Linked DNA regions of Sus scrofa: region 2 is linked to region 1. A link is a contact called in public Hi-C data. All regions are on one chromosome and are shown on one strand. The core of a region is the stretch at or near the end of the contact, and the rest is flanking DNA. Distances in the headings are between cores, read along the strand shown. Region 1 overlaps LOC102157778 (collagen alpha-1(I) chain-like). Region 2 has its middle 93 kb from the start of MIR30A.

What was found. A called contact is a pair of places that touch in the nucleus more often than the background predicts.
Region 2: a contact with region 1 is called in a Hi-C map of liver, with 2.5 times the contacts expected there. The contact joins two enhancer-like sites. A contact is called at or near these places in 1 of 5 promoter capture datasets (liver), 27 of 47 Hi-C or Micro-C datasets (adipose tissue, alveolar macrophages, brain and 14 more) and 2 of 2 datasets of contacts at active chromatin or transcription factors (alveolar macrophages and skeletal muscle).

What each region holds. Positions count from the first base shown.
Region 1 is chr1:51,394,775-51,401,755 of Sscrofa11.1, reverse strand. The region is part of intron 4 of LOC102157778 (collagen alpha-1(I) chain-like); the gene reads left to right. Among named protein-coding and RNA genes, the nearest start is that of MIR30C-2, 14 kb to the right of the region's middle. Within about 2 kb of position 3,830, at least 25 of the 83 cell types and tissues checked have an H3K27ac peak or open chromatin away from gene starts, as enhancers often do. A contact at or near this core is called in adipose tissue, fetal liver and liver, where this site is marked.
Region 2 is chr1:51,502,127-51,509,107 of Sscrofa11.1, reverse strand. No RefSeq gene overlaps it. Among named protein-coding and RNA genes, the nearest start is that of MIR30A, 93 kb to the right of the region's middle. Within about 2 kb of position 2,442, at least 18 of the 83 cell types and tissues checked have an H3K27ac peak or open chromatin away from gene starts, as enhancers often do. A contact at or near this core is called in adipose tissue, fetal liver and liver, where this site is marked.

The DNA of each region.
Region 1 (6,981 bases), core at 2,581-5,080:
CTAGGCGATCCCTTGCCTCTTGTACACTCTATAAAAAGGCCAGCTCCCCAGGTGCCACCAGGAAGGCACTTCCCATCCTGGGACCACCAGGTTGCCCTCCAGCTGTCTGAGGTGCAGGCTGCTGGCTTCTCTAAGTACCTGAGACTCTAATTGCACAGGGTTATGACCGACTGCTTCTTCATGAAGTTTCTCTGTCCAGACACCTAATTCTCCTCCCCTGAAAGAATATGTAGATTACCTTTCACTAACATGTCTGTCATATATTTACCATAGGATAAATATCTGCTAGGCAGTATCTGACCATCTGCTCCATGAAAAACCAGGTCTGTGGCCTCTAGGTGACCGCAGCTAACTAATGCAGAGTTCATTCTGGTGAAGTGTTAATTCAGCTAACTAAATTATGTTTAAGAGTCAAACACAAGAGAACCCATGAAAAAGCACAGGAAGCAAAGATATTTGTGTGAGTAGATGAATGCAGACATATGGGCAGCTGCATATTCTTAGACTTTCCATTTCTTTGCATTCCGGCCTCCCTTATGGACCTTCCATAGGTGGCAAGTTTTTTTTATAAATTTGAGCTGTTGGCGTAATTATAGTATTCTGAGCATCAGTTACAAAGTGATCCACTTTGATTACTATAGCAGCATATACACACTCTATAATCACTCCACTTCTTGCATCTCTTCACCTTTGAAAGAAGAAAGTCAATTTCAATGAAGAGTGCTGAGGAAAATATTCTTGAAGAGTTAAAAACATTGCTTCATAAAAAGAGAGCTTTCCATGTCCTGATCTCTGTTTATATTACTAAGGAGATGTTAAAAATATAGTCTGGAGACTGTCTTATATTGTATAATAGGAGCATATCTCTCTGCTGACACATAGGCCACTGCTGAAACACTGCTTCCTAACACACTTTCAAATAATCTGATGACATCTCAGCCAGATTAATGGTTGAACTAACGAGAATCCTTTCGGGACTTTTCGCATATGCTCAGAGATATGTAATGAACAGTATATATCCAGGGCTGAGGTGGTAGTATTTATTCAGCTTGGCTAGAAACAGTCCCTCTCTTAACACGCTGGGTGTTTTAGGTGAAGACCATCCCTGGCACTGCGCAGCCCAGCAAAAATGCTGGCCTGCTGACTAAACAAATATGATAGCCAAAGTGAATTATTAAATTCCAACTGGCCTCACTTACTAGAGAATTTCACTCCTTTTTCTCCCACACAGCTTCCTACTTTTTATTAAATGAACACTTTTAGCTCTTGCAAATAATTGCTGTCTTTGACTAGTCATTACTATGGCAGTTTCCCACTGTTTATATTTTAAAAAAACAGCACTCGGATGAGTCCAGTTGAAGCAAAACAAATAAATATGTGTGTACATCTGTGCAAATATTTATCTAAAATTGCATTATGAAAAGTCCCCGTGAACTTTGGGTCTGACCGCTGTGCCTTGCATCACTTTTCAGACGATCCCATCATCCGGCTACTGTTACTTTATAAACCTGGGTGACTTCATCCCAGCGTTTCCTTTTGAGGACTATTTGGGAGACTCCCTTCCAATAGAGGAAGTGGGTTGATGAGGGCCAGTGTTCTTATTCCAGATCCTTCACATCTCTGAAAAGCTGCATCCTTTGTAGAAAATAGATCTGTACATGGGCCAAAGTGTAACCCTGATGTTCATCAGGGGAGGAGGAGGAGGTCACATATTCCTTGTCTGTTTCAGCAGTAATCCTCCCATTTGGCAGGAGTTTGAGAGGAAGTATTTAACAATGGGATTTTATAAAATTCAATGTCGCGAAGAATGTTTTTGTATTTGAATGGATCTAGGGAAGTTTTCTTTCTCTCCCCCCTGATAAGTGGAGGGTACCGAAGGGTAATGCTATCTCTGGATTTTCTAGGAGGATTTGGCTTTTTTATTGGATTTTGGGGAGTAATTATTTTTCCATTTTATCATTTCCATGAAAGGTAATCCTCAGAAGAAAAAGCTGGAATCTCTTAACTTCATACTGATCTTAAATATTTTGCTTAAGGGGAATTAGTGAGGAAATAACAGTCTCTCAGGAAGGTTTAAAACTGTGATGTCATTCAACATCCAGAGCTCTTTTAATGCCGCCAACCATGCCAGAAACTATGAAGTGATTTTCTTTCACACACTCACCGTTAAGACTTAGTATTTTTAAAAGCCTTAAACATGAATAGCTTCCTGTTAAAAATTGCACAAAGGAGAGAAAAAATTGTTCTTGTCATCATCCTGTTTCTTCTAACTGCTTGGTGTAGTAGTCATGGTTAAAAAAAAAAAAAATCAGAGGCCATCTGCTGAGGAACAGAGACCAGGTGTACATGTCTAGAGCACAAGGCTGGTTTAGATCTTCATCAGTCAGTGACCTCTGTCACCATAACACAAAACAATAGGTAACCGAAGTGTTTTGATGTCTGCTAAGAAAGAGAAGGCAAAATAATACCACCCGTTCACTTTTGAATTTACTATATGGTCTTTTTAAACATTGTTAATTTCTAGTCTTTAAAAAAAGTAATGAGAAAGAAGACTTACTTGGTACAGAATCATCATAACATCATAGACTCTTCCTCTTGGCAGGGGCATTAAGTCCCTTGGTCCACACCCTTTACCCATGGCAGCCTGGTCTTTCAGCATCCACACAACTGTTTGGACAGCTCCTGAGTCAAGGACCTTGGTGCTGGCATCATATTTTGCTCTCATGAAGTTTATCCATTCACTTGATAGATGTTTATTGAGCCCTTCCCACACAGATATGGCAAGGAGCAATGCAGCCTCTTATTTCAAGAAGCCTTTTAAAAGATGGTAAGGGAGTTTCCGTCATGGCTCAGTGGTAACGAAGCCGACTAGTATCTATGAGGTTGAGGGTTCTGTCCCTGACCTCGTTCAATGGGTTAAGGATCCTGCATTGCCCTGAGCTGTGGTGTAGGACACAGACACAGCTCAGATTCTGCATTGCCATGGCTGCATTGTAGGCCAGCAGCTATAGCTCTGATTCAACCCCTAGCCTGGGACACACTCCGTATGTCACCAGTGTGGTCCTAAAAAGCAAAAAAAAAAACCAAAAAAAACAAACAAACAAACACGGAAACCAGTGATTGCTTGAGAGAACCCAGAGTAAAAGACCTGTTCAGGGTTTTAGGAGGAGGGAAGCAGAGAGAAGGTCCATTTAGCTTAGGGGGAGAATCACGAAATTGTTCAAAAAGTTTTGAAGATGTAGAAGGACAAGCAGACCCCCCAGAGTAAGTGCGTCATTGGTGCAGACACTCCAGGAAGATAAAGAGCTTGTGCAGACAGAGGATGGAGGTGTGGAGAGCAGAGCCTGTGCAGGGTGGGCCTGGTGGGTCACACTGAGAGCAGACCTGCGGGCAGAATGGGGTGGGGTGGGGAGGGTGGCAGAGGTGGGCAGAGGAACGTGCTGGAGAGGAGGGAACCGAATCTGGAGGTGAAAGTAGTAGAGGGTTTGAGGAGGGGGTCACCAGCATCACAGCTACAAAGAGATGAAGGGACTGGCCTGGAACAGGAGAGGTGGCTTCCAGTAGAAAAGGAAGGCCAGGCAGTCCTTGGAACAGATTTGAGCTGGATTGCAGTAACTGGGCAAAAATGTGCTTTATGAAATAGAAGTGAGGTGGGTAGGTCATGCCCGAGATGGATGAAAATCGGGAAGAGGCGGAGGTTTGGAAAAGCTGCTGGGAGCACAGAAACAGCTGACATTCTGTGTGCCATAAGGGCCAGCTGAACTCAGAGGCCATGCACTTGGAGAGGCATGGCCCCGCTTGCTGGCATGACTTTTTCTGGCCTTTCTAGGCACCACGGAGGAAGAATACCAGGCAGGGGAACCTCCCTGGGAAGGAAGCGTGCTGTTGTTTTGGTGTGTGTTGCGCTGTAGGTGCCAAAAGTGACATAATGCTCTACAACTTGGGGGGGGGGGGTATGGTGGTCAGTTATATGTATGACGTATGTAAAAGCAGCTGTTTCTCCCCCTCTCCACCTGTCAGGCTCTGGTTATTCCATGACCCCACGTCCTCAGAGCCCACAGATCTGCCCTGGCGTATTGAGAGTTGGGGGTGGGGGACCTTGTTTCCCTGACCTCTTCTGTGGACTCCTCTTTTCTCAAGCATCATGGATTGACCTGTATACTTCAGCACTTAACTGTGTGCAGAAGTATCTGATTTATTTGATCCTATTGAGGAATGAGTGGATCCTCATAATTGAATTTTCCAGAGATGTGAACTCTAGCCTATTTAAAACTAAACAAAACGAACAAACAAAAAAGACCCTTTCTAAGATGTATTCCTGTGACTTGGTCCCTATAGAGAGTCATATACCTTATTTACAGCAGGTTTTGGATGACTTTGGACCACAGCTCTAAATATCAGTGGACTAAGCACTCAAACTTCCATTTTTTTTTTTTTTTTTTGTTCTTGTTTTCGGTTTTGGTTTGGGGTGTTTGGGCATTTGGAAGGGTCATTTCCTTGATAGGCTGTCAAATCACGTATCTTACATTGTTTTCTGATTGCTAAACTTCCTCTGACTAGAAAGTGACTTCAAAGCAGGTATTTTCTGCCTGTTACATTTCTGCCCTACACAGCACCATGAACAATGCAAATAGAAGCTCCATAAATACTTGGTTGGTTTCTAAAGATAGCACAGTTCTCTTAATATTGACTAAAATCACATTAGCTATTTTTGGCAGTCATCAGCGCTATTCAAGTTGGGGTTGAGGTCAGTTAAAACTCAGTCCTTTTTCACAGGCATTGCTCTTTTGCCCTAGTTGGTACTTGTTCGGCCTGCTATCTGAATTTGAATAGATATTTACGTGTATCCCTGAGACTTCATGGCAGCTGCAGAATGTCCCGTTTCCCTCCACAGCAAATGTCTTAGAAACACTACCTACTTGTTAAGTTAGATTTGGCCCACAGCCATCATCCATGTCCTTTTGAATCCTGATTCAGTTTTCCAACATAATTGCCAACTCCTTGAATTTCATGTCACATTGAGAAAGCCTTTATTCTTTGGATTTAGTTGAAGATATTGATAAAGATTAAAATAAAATCACTGCCTAGAGAATGTCCAAGTGCAGACATGAGCCATGAGGCCCAGCTCTCAAAATGCTGTCCTCTAGGCTAATGCCTGGCTGATCCTTAGTTCCTTTGGGGCTCAGTTTTTAGTAGCCATGAATATTGTTAAATGAATTAGGGTCCAGACTCAATTTCTCTGCATCTTGAGAGACTTGGTCAAATATACTTTGCTTAACACATTTTCTCTGTCTGCCTGTCCAGTAACCCTATCCAAAAGGGAGGAAATAAAAATCAACACCCGTATTGTGTAAATAAATACCTGCCTGCCTTCTCTCCCAGACCCTTCTCAGAGAAGATAGAAGATCATTGTGGATCTAAGACAGAGGATTCCAGACACCAGTTTATCCATTTAATAAATATTTATCAAGCAGTTACTCTGAACCGAACCCTGTGCTGGGAGTTTAGGCTACAGCTGTGAACAAGGCATCATCCCTGCCCTACCCAGAAATGTGCTTTATTACCCAGCAGCCCTCAGAGAGGCTGGAGGGTAGGATGGAAGTGCAGAGCAGCTGTGGTCAGTGGTCGACAGACTAGAGCGAGGCAACCACATGTGCGGAAGTGGAAGCTTTTCAAGTTCCTGACATTGTCCCATAAAATATCTAGATAGACTGGGAAACTAGTGGAACTATGTAATACATAAAGCCTAAGAAGCTGAAATGTAGAGGAGCTTGTTTACTAAAATATTTGGGATTCACAGACTTTTCCTGCTGGTAATTCAAGTGCACACGAGCAACAGCTTTCACACACAGTGGTTAACGTGCTCTGTCATCAGAAGTAAATGTCTTTGAACTTAGAACTGCCAGAGAAGAATTTTGATTCTTTTACCCCCAGGGGGAAAAAAGACCTAGCAGAACAATGAATCATTTTTTTCCTACATTGCCTAAGTCCAGTGTTCCTCAGAGAGTTTTCAGAGAATTACTTATGCAATATCCATCTCCCACTGTTTATCCCGAGGGCTCATAGTCATCATTTTTTGAAAGTCCTTCTTTGTTTAGGTGTGTGCTACACCTGGCCTGACTCTTATACAGACTTCAAAGTTAATCACAGACTGTGCATAGATCTCAAAAGGACTGTAGATGGAGAAATAGAAGATAATCAGCCCAGGAGCCCCATGTAACCCTAACTCGGTTCCTTTTCCCCTTTTCCAATGCAGTTTATTCCTGAGTCTGAAGTTTAGTAGCCCCACTAGAAAAGACTGTGAAAAAGCAATATCCATACCTCCTCTGGAGCCCACTCCCTTCAGGAGCCCACCTAGGTGCCCGCTTCCCTCCCACCCAAGATCCTGTAGGGAAGGGTGTTCATGATCAAACCCAGAAGATACCTGTGAGACCTCTCCAGAGAAAAGGAAAGAAATATTCACTATCACTGTTGTCTTCCATCCTCCCTTATACATTTTCCCGCCAGTCTCTTAACTTCCCAGGCTTCTTTCAAACTCCCTCTTTCTCTGTATAGTAGCTTCCTGTACAATTGTGTATCCCATTTAGACATGAAAACTTGCCTAAAAGAAATTAGGCAGATATGCGGTGCCAGAGACACAAGTGACTCACTCCCTTGCTTCATTTAGTTTCCTCGTCAAATGTCACTTGTAGTGAGAAAGGCCTTACCTTGACCCCCACCTCTGCGTAAAATAGTCATCCCTTCCAACCAATAACTTAACCTGATATACATTCCCTTGGAGCATTTATCGTACCCATCAGATTCTGTGTTAATTTCTTACTTGATTTGTGTGTGTGTGTGTGTGCGCGCGCGTGTGTGTGTGTGTGTGTGTGTGTGTGTGTGTGTGTGTGTTTTTAGGACCTCACCCCACATATGGAGGTTCCCATGCTAGGGATCGAATCAGAGCTGTAGCTGCTGGCCTACGCCACAGCCACAGCAACA
Region 2 (6,981 bases), core at 1,193-3,692, 110 kb before region 1:
CTTTGCATACTTCAGCACAGCTACCCAGGACTTCATCCCAAACACAAATTCACCCCACCAGCCAGGTGTGTGCCAGCATCTGCTGTTTTTCTCTAGAAGAACAGCTCTTAGGAACTTGAGTGAAGTCACTAATAGTGAGACTCTCTTGAAGCTGCAGAGTGCTGAATCCTTTTTAAAGAAATTCCCCATGGAGTGTGTCATTGCACAAAGATAGATTTCCGTTATCATCTTCTCTTTTCTTTCTTGGGTGCATCCCCACCCCAGGACTATTCAGTGTCCACACAGCAGTCAGAGAAGTCTTTCCAACCTGCACATTGGATCCTGGGTCTCCTCCGTTTACAAATCCTCAATGGCTTCCCATGACCTTCAAGGCTTTTCGTGATTTGGCTCTGCCTGTATTTTTTTACTTAATCTTCCTCAACTTTCTCCCTAATTCATGGCCCTCCATCCAAATTGGCTTTCTTTCTGTCCTTTAAATATGCCCAGCTTTTCCCTGGCATGGGACCTTTGCGCATACTGTTGCTTCTTTGGGAGTTTCTCTTCTCTCAGTCTCTCCATGGTTGCCTCTTTATGAACAGCGATCTCTCAGCTCAAGTGCCCCCCTCCTTAGAGGGCCCCCCCACCCTGGTCAAAGCAGTCCTCTACCTCCCTCTATCATAGCACCGTATTTTATCTTCTTCATAACACTCTACTTGAAGTTACTCTATTTAATTTTGTCTTTATTTTTTCACTCCAACTATGTGTTATCCATTGCTGCATGATAAATTACCCCAAACTTAGCAACTTAAAACAGCAACAGGAATTCCCATTGTGGCTCAGCAGGTTAAGAACCCAACATAGTGTCCATGAGGACGTGAGTTCATTTCCTGGCCTCGATCACTGGGTTAAGGATCCGGTGCTGCTGCAAGTTGTGCTGTAGATTGCAGATGTGGCTTGGATCCAGTTTTGTTGTTGCTGTGGTGTAGGCCAGCAGCTGCAGTTCTGATTCAACCTCTAGCCCAGGAACTTCCATATGCAGAAGTTTCAGTCATAAGAAAGATAAAAACAAAACAAAACAAAACAAAAAAAACCTAGCAACGAACATTATCTCACACCATTTTTATGAGTTAAGAATTTGGGAATGACTTCACTTGGTAGTTCTGGCCTGGAGTCTGACTTGAGGTTGCAGTTGGATATCTGCCAAGGCTGCAGTCATCTGAAGGCCTGACAGGGGCTGGAAAATCTGATTTCAAGACACTTGACACACATGATTGGCAGGTTTTTGCTGGCTATCAGAGTTCTCAGTTCCTGAATGGTCTTCTCAACAGGGCTGCAGGGATGTCCACACTATATGGCAACTAGATCCTTCAAGAGCAAGTGATCCAAGAGAGAGCAAGACAGAAACCACAGTGTGTTTTATGACCTAGACTGAGAGGTAACACATAGTTGTTCAGCAATATCCAACTGATCACACAGGTCATCTGCATTTGGTGTGAGAAGAAACTAGTCAAGGGCATGAATGGCCCGAGGCAAAAGCCATTGGGGGGTCCATCTCGGAGGCTGGCTACCACACCCTGGATGTCACAGACTCTGTCCTGTTCAACATTTCCTTTGTGACTAGGAAAACCCCTGACACCCACTGAATGTTTGATTAACAGGAGACTAACTGTTGAGGCACAGACCTGCGTCTTTCTTAGTTTCTGAGTTTGGGTTCACACACATGTGTTTGTAAATAATCCTAACCAGAAGGTAAGACACTGGATTCCTTTCTAGCTCTGTCCCTACTTAGTCATGTGACTTCAAATAAACCACTGAACCTCCATAATCTTTAAAATCTTTATCTATGAAATAGAAATAATACCTATCCTGACTCATTCACATATTCTCTGTAAACATTAGGTAACAGAAACTTAATTCTGTTAACGGGGGTTCAGGAAACCGGCTCTAGGTTCAAACCTTGTGGCTTTTTAATTCTGTTACATGAGACCCAAACTCTGTTTCCTCTTTGACAGACAAAGAGGTTAAATTACGTAATCTGTAATGTTTTTCCAGTCCTCAGATGCTGCAGTTTTTATGGCTAAAGCAATAAATTACATGATGTTAATCTGAAGGCACCTGAAGAAGCAGTATTGCGTGATGTAGCTAAGGAGCATTATTATTACAGACAAAACACGTCAAAATACTATCAACCTGTCACTGAAGCAGTCGTTCTGATTGAGGAGGTGAGGCAGGCCAGTGTGGGAATGGCATGCATTGTTAGTAAGGGCCCAGGGAGAGTTGAAGATGGGATTGGCAGGTACTGGCAAACTGACTTCAGTCAATTCTGGAGCTGCTGCCCCCACTCAGGCCTGTTTCAGTGGCTAAAACTTTGCCTTTGGCCTTGCGGTTCCTAAGATGAGGCCCCCGAGAATTCATGTGTGAGGGAAGTTTCTGCACCAGGGCCCAAGAGGGCACCCTTGCTCCTTTCTAGAAACCAAAGGGAACCAGCCCTAACTGCAGATCAGCCTTGATCTGCAGTATTGTGTATCCTATAAACACACACTTTCAGTTTGGAATTCCCTGCGTACACTCACAGACCTCAGCCAGGAACAAACAGCCCCTTTAAAATAGGAAGACATTTTCTGACAGCCACCAAATCACTAAATACTGACTCCTTGCTCACCAGGATTTCACTGAAAGTCCTCACCGCTTTTGTTTTAAAATTGTTGACTAGAAGTCAGTAGGAAGTGAGGCATTGACCATATTTGCACAGCTGTCATGTTTGTTTCCTCAATATCATTTTGAAAACTAAGATTTGTAAGTTTCATACAAACACTATGTTGATCTGGCATGGAGATGACTTAACTTTTAGGTTTCTCATTAATTGCTTTTCTTAATAAAACAGCTTCCATTTGGAGCATTCATAACTCATTTGATCTTCCTAGTAGACAATACAATTAGCAGCCTGTCGGGGGTGGAGGGGGCTGCATATATATATGCATTGGTTTTGGTTTATATTGTGGTGGAAACAGAAATCCCTAAAGGAATTTCAATGTTTGTATCCACAAAAATATCACATTTCCCATGCTTTTAAGAATTTAGAAATGTCTTTCATTTGTGTTTAGAATAAAATCTGGGATGTAAAATTCTGAAAGATGATGTAATTGATATATTTGAACAAACATCTATAGGGCAAGACATAGTGTCATTGATTTGTTTGTGGAACTGAATCATTTGAAGTCAAGTCTGAAGATCTCAGTGGCTGATTTGTCAGCCATTCTGACCAGTTAGTCAGTTTTTAATAAGCTTAACACATCCAAGCATATGAGCCCAGTCCCGGGCCTAGGACCCGAAGGAAAACATTAGGATTCAAAGCCATACAAAACAATGCTACCAATTGCACTGCATTACACGGCTTAAATGTTTGAAGCTTAATCCCTCAAAGCCACCTTGAACCATGTGCTATAGCCACGGAGAGTGTTAAATGAAAAAATCTGAAGGATTAAGAAGTCATTTCCACTAGAGGGAAACACATTTTCTCAGCTGTTCTGGTTTCAGTGAAGAGGAATTTTCCCTAAACCCTGCTTCCCTCCCTCCTCTTTATTCCCTTTCCTCAGGGGAAGTAGAGCAATATATCAGGTTGGGAATTTAAAATAAATTTGGCATGCAGAGCTCAGTTCCGCCGCCTATGGGAGAGAGGCTCCTTGATCCTTAAGTCCTACCTGGCTCCACAGCTGGGAGACCCACCTGGCTCCAGCATTGCAAATAGGGTGGGCCAGTCTCCCTGAGGGTCAGTTAATGAGGCTATTTATTCTCTCATAAAGTATCGCCTTTAATTTTGTCAGTATTTTGGGTTTCCATCCATCAATCTTGGTCTTTCTTCCCAAGACCCCAACAGTTTCTAACAAACCAATAACCTAATTGACAGACCTGTTCTGGCAAGTTTCCACACATCTGCATATCCCCAAGCCCATATCCCAACAGCACCGTTGCTGCTGTAAACTGGGTTTATAGTTTAATGCACGCCACCAAGAATGCAGGCCACCAAAGTACTTAAGGTTAAGATAAGAAAATGGCCTTGACACCATGTTAAGGGAAAAGAGTACTGTAAAGATTTCTATATTTTAAGCACTGTATTAAGTTATAGAATCAGTGAAGGTGTTATCTACAACTATGCATGTGTTTGTTTCATCCAGTCTCCATGGAGGGAGGGAGCCTGCTAGTTCTTCTTCCCCATCTGTGTTTCTTTCACTTCTTTGACCCACACTTTGAAATCATGGTCAAAAGTTCCACTTCCCCAGAGACAGCCACCACCAAGGGGCCCCAACCTGCATTGGACAGAAATCAGTCTGGAATTACTCACATCTCTGAGAGCTTCCTCAATTCAAGCACACAAATGAGTCCATGAAAATGCTACAGGTTGAGCTGAATCCTTTTGTTTTCTATTCCCCTGATTAGACTGGTATCTCTATCATGAAAGTCATGATATCTTTTGCTGTCTATTCCCTTGAATAGACTGATATCTCTATCATGAAGCTTCCATATACCTCTTTGAGGGCGGACTGCTCCTGGTATTTTCTTGAAACTACAGAAAACACTTATTTTTTTACCACAGAAAAATTTTGTGTCACTAACCACTTAAGTGTTTCTATTAAGGTCTAAATTTTAATGTTTACATTTTTAGCCTATATACTGTCCATCATCTAGTTAGAAGTGTTCAATCTCATTTAGTACTTATACATCTTCAATCCCTCTCTGTGAGTGTGTGTGTGTGTGTGTGTGTTTGCGTGTGTGTGCATGCTTGTGTAAGGAATAAGTGTTAATTGGGGATGCTTTAATTCATGCTTAGCTTAAATTCCTGTATCAGAGCCTGTTTGGCTTCTTCCATAATCTACTTGGGCATCAGCTTCCTCCATAATCCACCTGAGTATCTAAATCTACTTTCTCAGGCTTTACCTGAAAATCACAAGAGATTCATCGTTTGCATTCAAAGCTCTCCTGGCATTTGAGGTCCTCAGATAACACCATCTCTCTTTTCCTAATTTCTCAGGATATAACAAGGAAGAGAGATCTACAACTTTGTTTTAACAGTCTTCCTCTGAAACTGCTGAAGGATTTTGACATTACAACAGAGAACAAGAAGAAATCCTTATCATGACTTGTTTCAAGGGGGAATGAGCCAGAGGTGTCAGCAGCATGAATGGAATGGAGGGTAAATGGACAAACGGAAGTTGATCTCTGGCTTCAGCAGGGAAAGTAGAAATGAGGTGATGGAGACCTCTTATCATAGTTGAATGATTTTTAATTGACTTGGACTCTAAGGAAAAAAAAATGAAAGCAGTTATCCACTTGGTTCACTGTGCCAAAACTTTCATTTCTTTCCTTTTATGATTATTATTTATTATGAAAGGAGTATCAAAACAACATTAAAGGAATTCTTAAGCATGAAGAACCCTGTTTCCCATTATCCTCAAACACTGCCCTTTTGTGTCACTTTCCGCTTATTCTCTTCCACCCTCAGACCTGATCTGGTGCCCATTTAAAGCTCTCTGCATTTTCATAACTTTAGCCCAGCAGAAGTTAAACGCTTTACTCTCCACTGTACATCCAGTATCTAGCATTGTACATGGCTCATAGTAGGTAGTCACTATATGTTTGTTCATGAAAAATGGATGCATAAATAAATATTCATCTTAATTATTCACCCCTAAAATCCATACACCTTCAGTTCTCCCCAGTTTGTAGATACAAATGGAAGAATTAAACTATTAAACTGATTTTTATTCAAAGACTCCACCTGTTCATGCAGAACTGCCTGAGTCCTAAACATATCCCCTAAAGATTTAAATTCCCAAGATTTTCCCTGGTCTCTGCTGCTTCAGTGAGTGGTTCTCTGCCAGTCATACTAGCCCCAAGGCTCTTAGTGCCTTAGGACACTAGCTCCTTCCCTCTCTCTCCCTCCTCTCCTCTTTAATCCATGGCAAGACCATTCAGATTCTGAAAATCACAAAGCTTAATAGACACAGTTCACTTCCTTCCCATGGCAAACACATGTTGGCAGATATGAGCCAATTGATGAGCCCTGTATGTGAAAAGGAAAGTAGTGTCTTCTACTCCACCTGCAGCCTTTACACCTATGTGTTTAGGAAACCAGTTCACCAAACAGGCTGGTCTTGAGAGGGATAACATGACACATGGGGGAAGAGTTGGTTTGTTGTTTATCCCCATAAGTGTATTTAACCATAAGCTTTGGGATTTTCTTTTTCAGTCCTGTAGCTTCCTGACCCATTCATTTAATAAAAGAGCAAAATTCGGAGGTCCTGCTGTGGCTCAGCAGGTAAAGAACCCAACATAGTGTCCTGAAGATGTGGGTCAATCCCTGGCCTTGCTCAGTGGATTAAGGATCCGGTGCTGCCACAGGCTACAGCATAGGTCAAAGATGTAGTTTGGATCTGGTGTTGCTGTGGCTATGGCATGGGCCAGCAGCTGAAGCTCCCAGTTGACCCCTAGCCTGGGAACTTCCATATGCCTCAGGTACAGCCTAAAAAGAAAGAAAGAAAAAAAAAGAACAGCATAATTCAATAATTCTTACCATGTTAAATTCTGCTCTCATATTGTCCCTGCCCTTCCAGCTTGATCTTTAGCCTATGAGACCTGTTCCTAAGAGGCATGGTCCCTTCTTTTCCTCCTCCTATCCCTCTTCCTATGAGCTGTCACATAGGAAGAAGAAATAGAAAAGTAATAGAGGTCTGACATAGCTGGTTCCCTGTTGATGGGAGAAGATAACCCTAAAATCAACTCCTCTGGGTTCCCACAAGTATGGGGTCTCTAAACAGAGGTTGTGTGTGACTTTTCAGCTTCACCTTGACCCCTTCCTTTACTGAGGATCCCTTCAGAAAGGGTCAACCACATCTCCCCTTTGGCTCCACCAGGATGCTCTGAACAGGGCATCCTCTTGCCAGTCTAGCAGCACATCTTCTTTAACTTGATGCACCTCCTTGCAGGGCTCCAGGGTCCTTATGT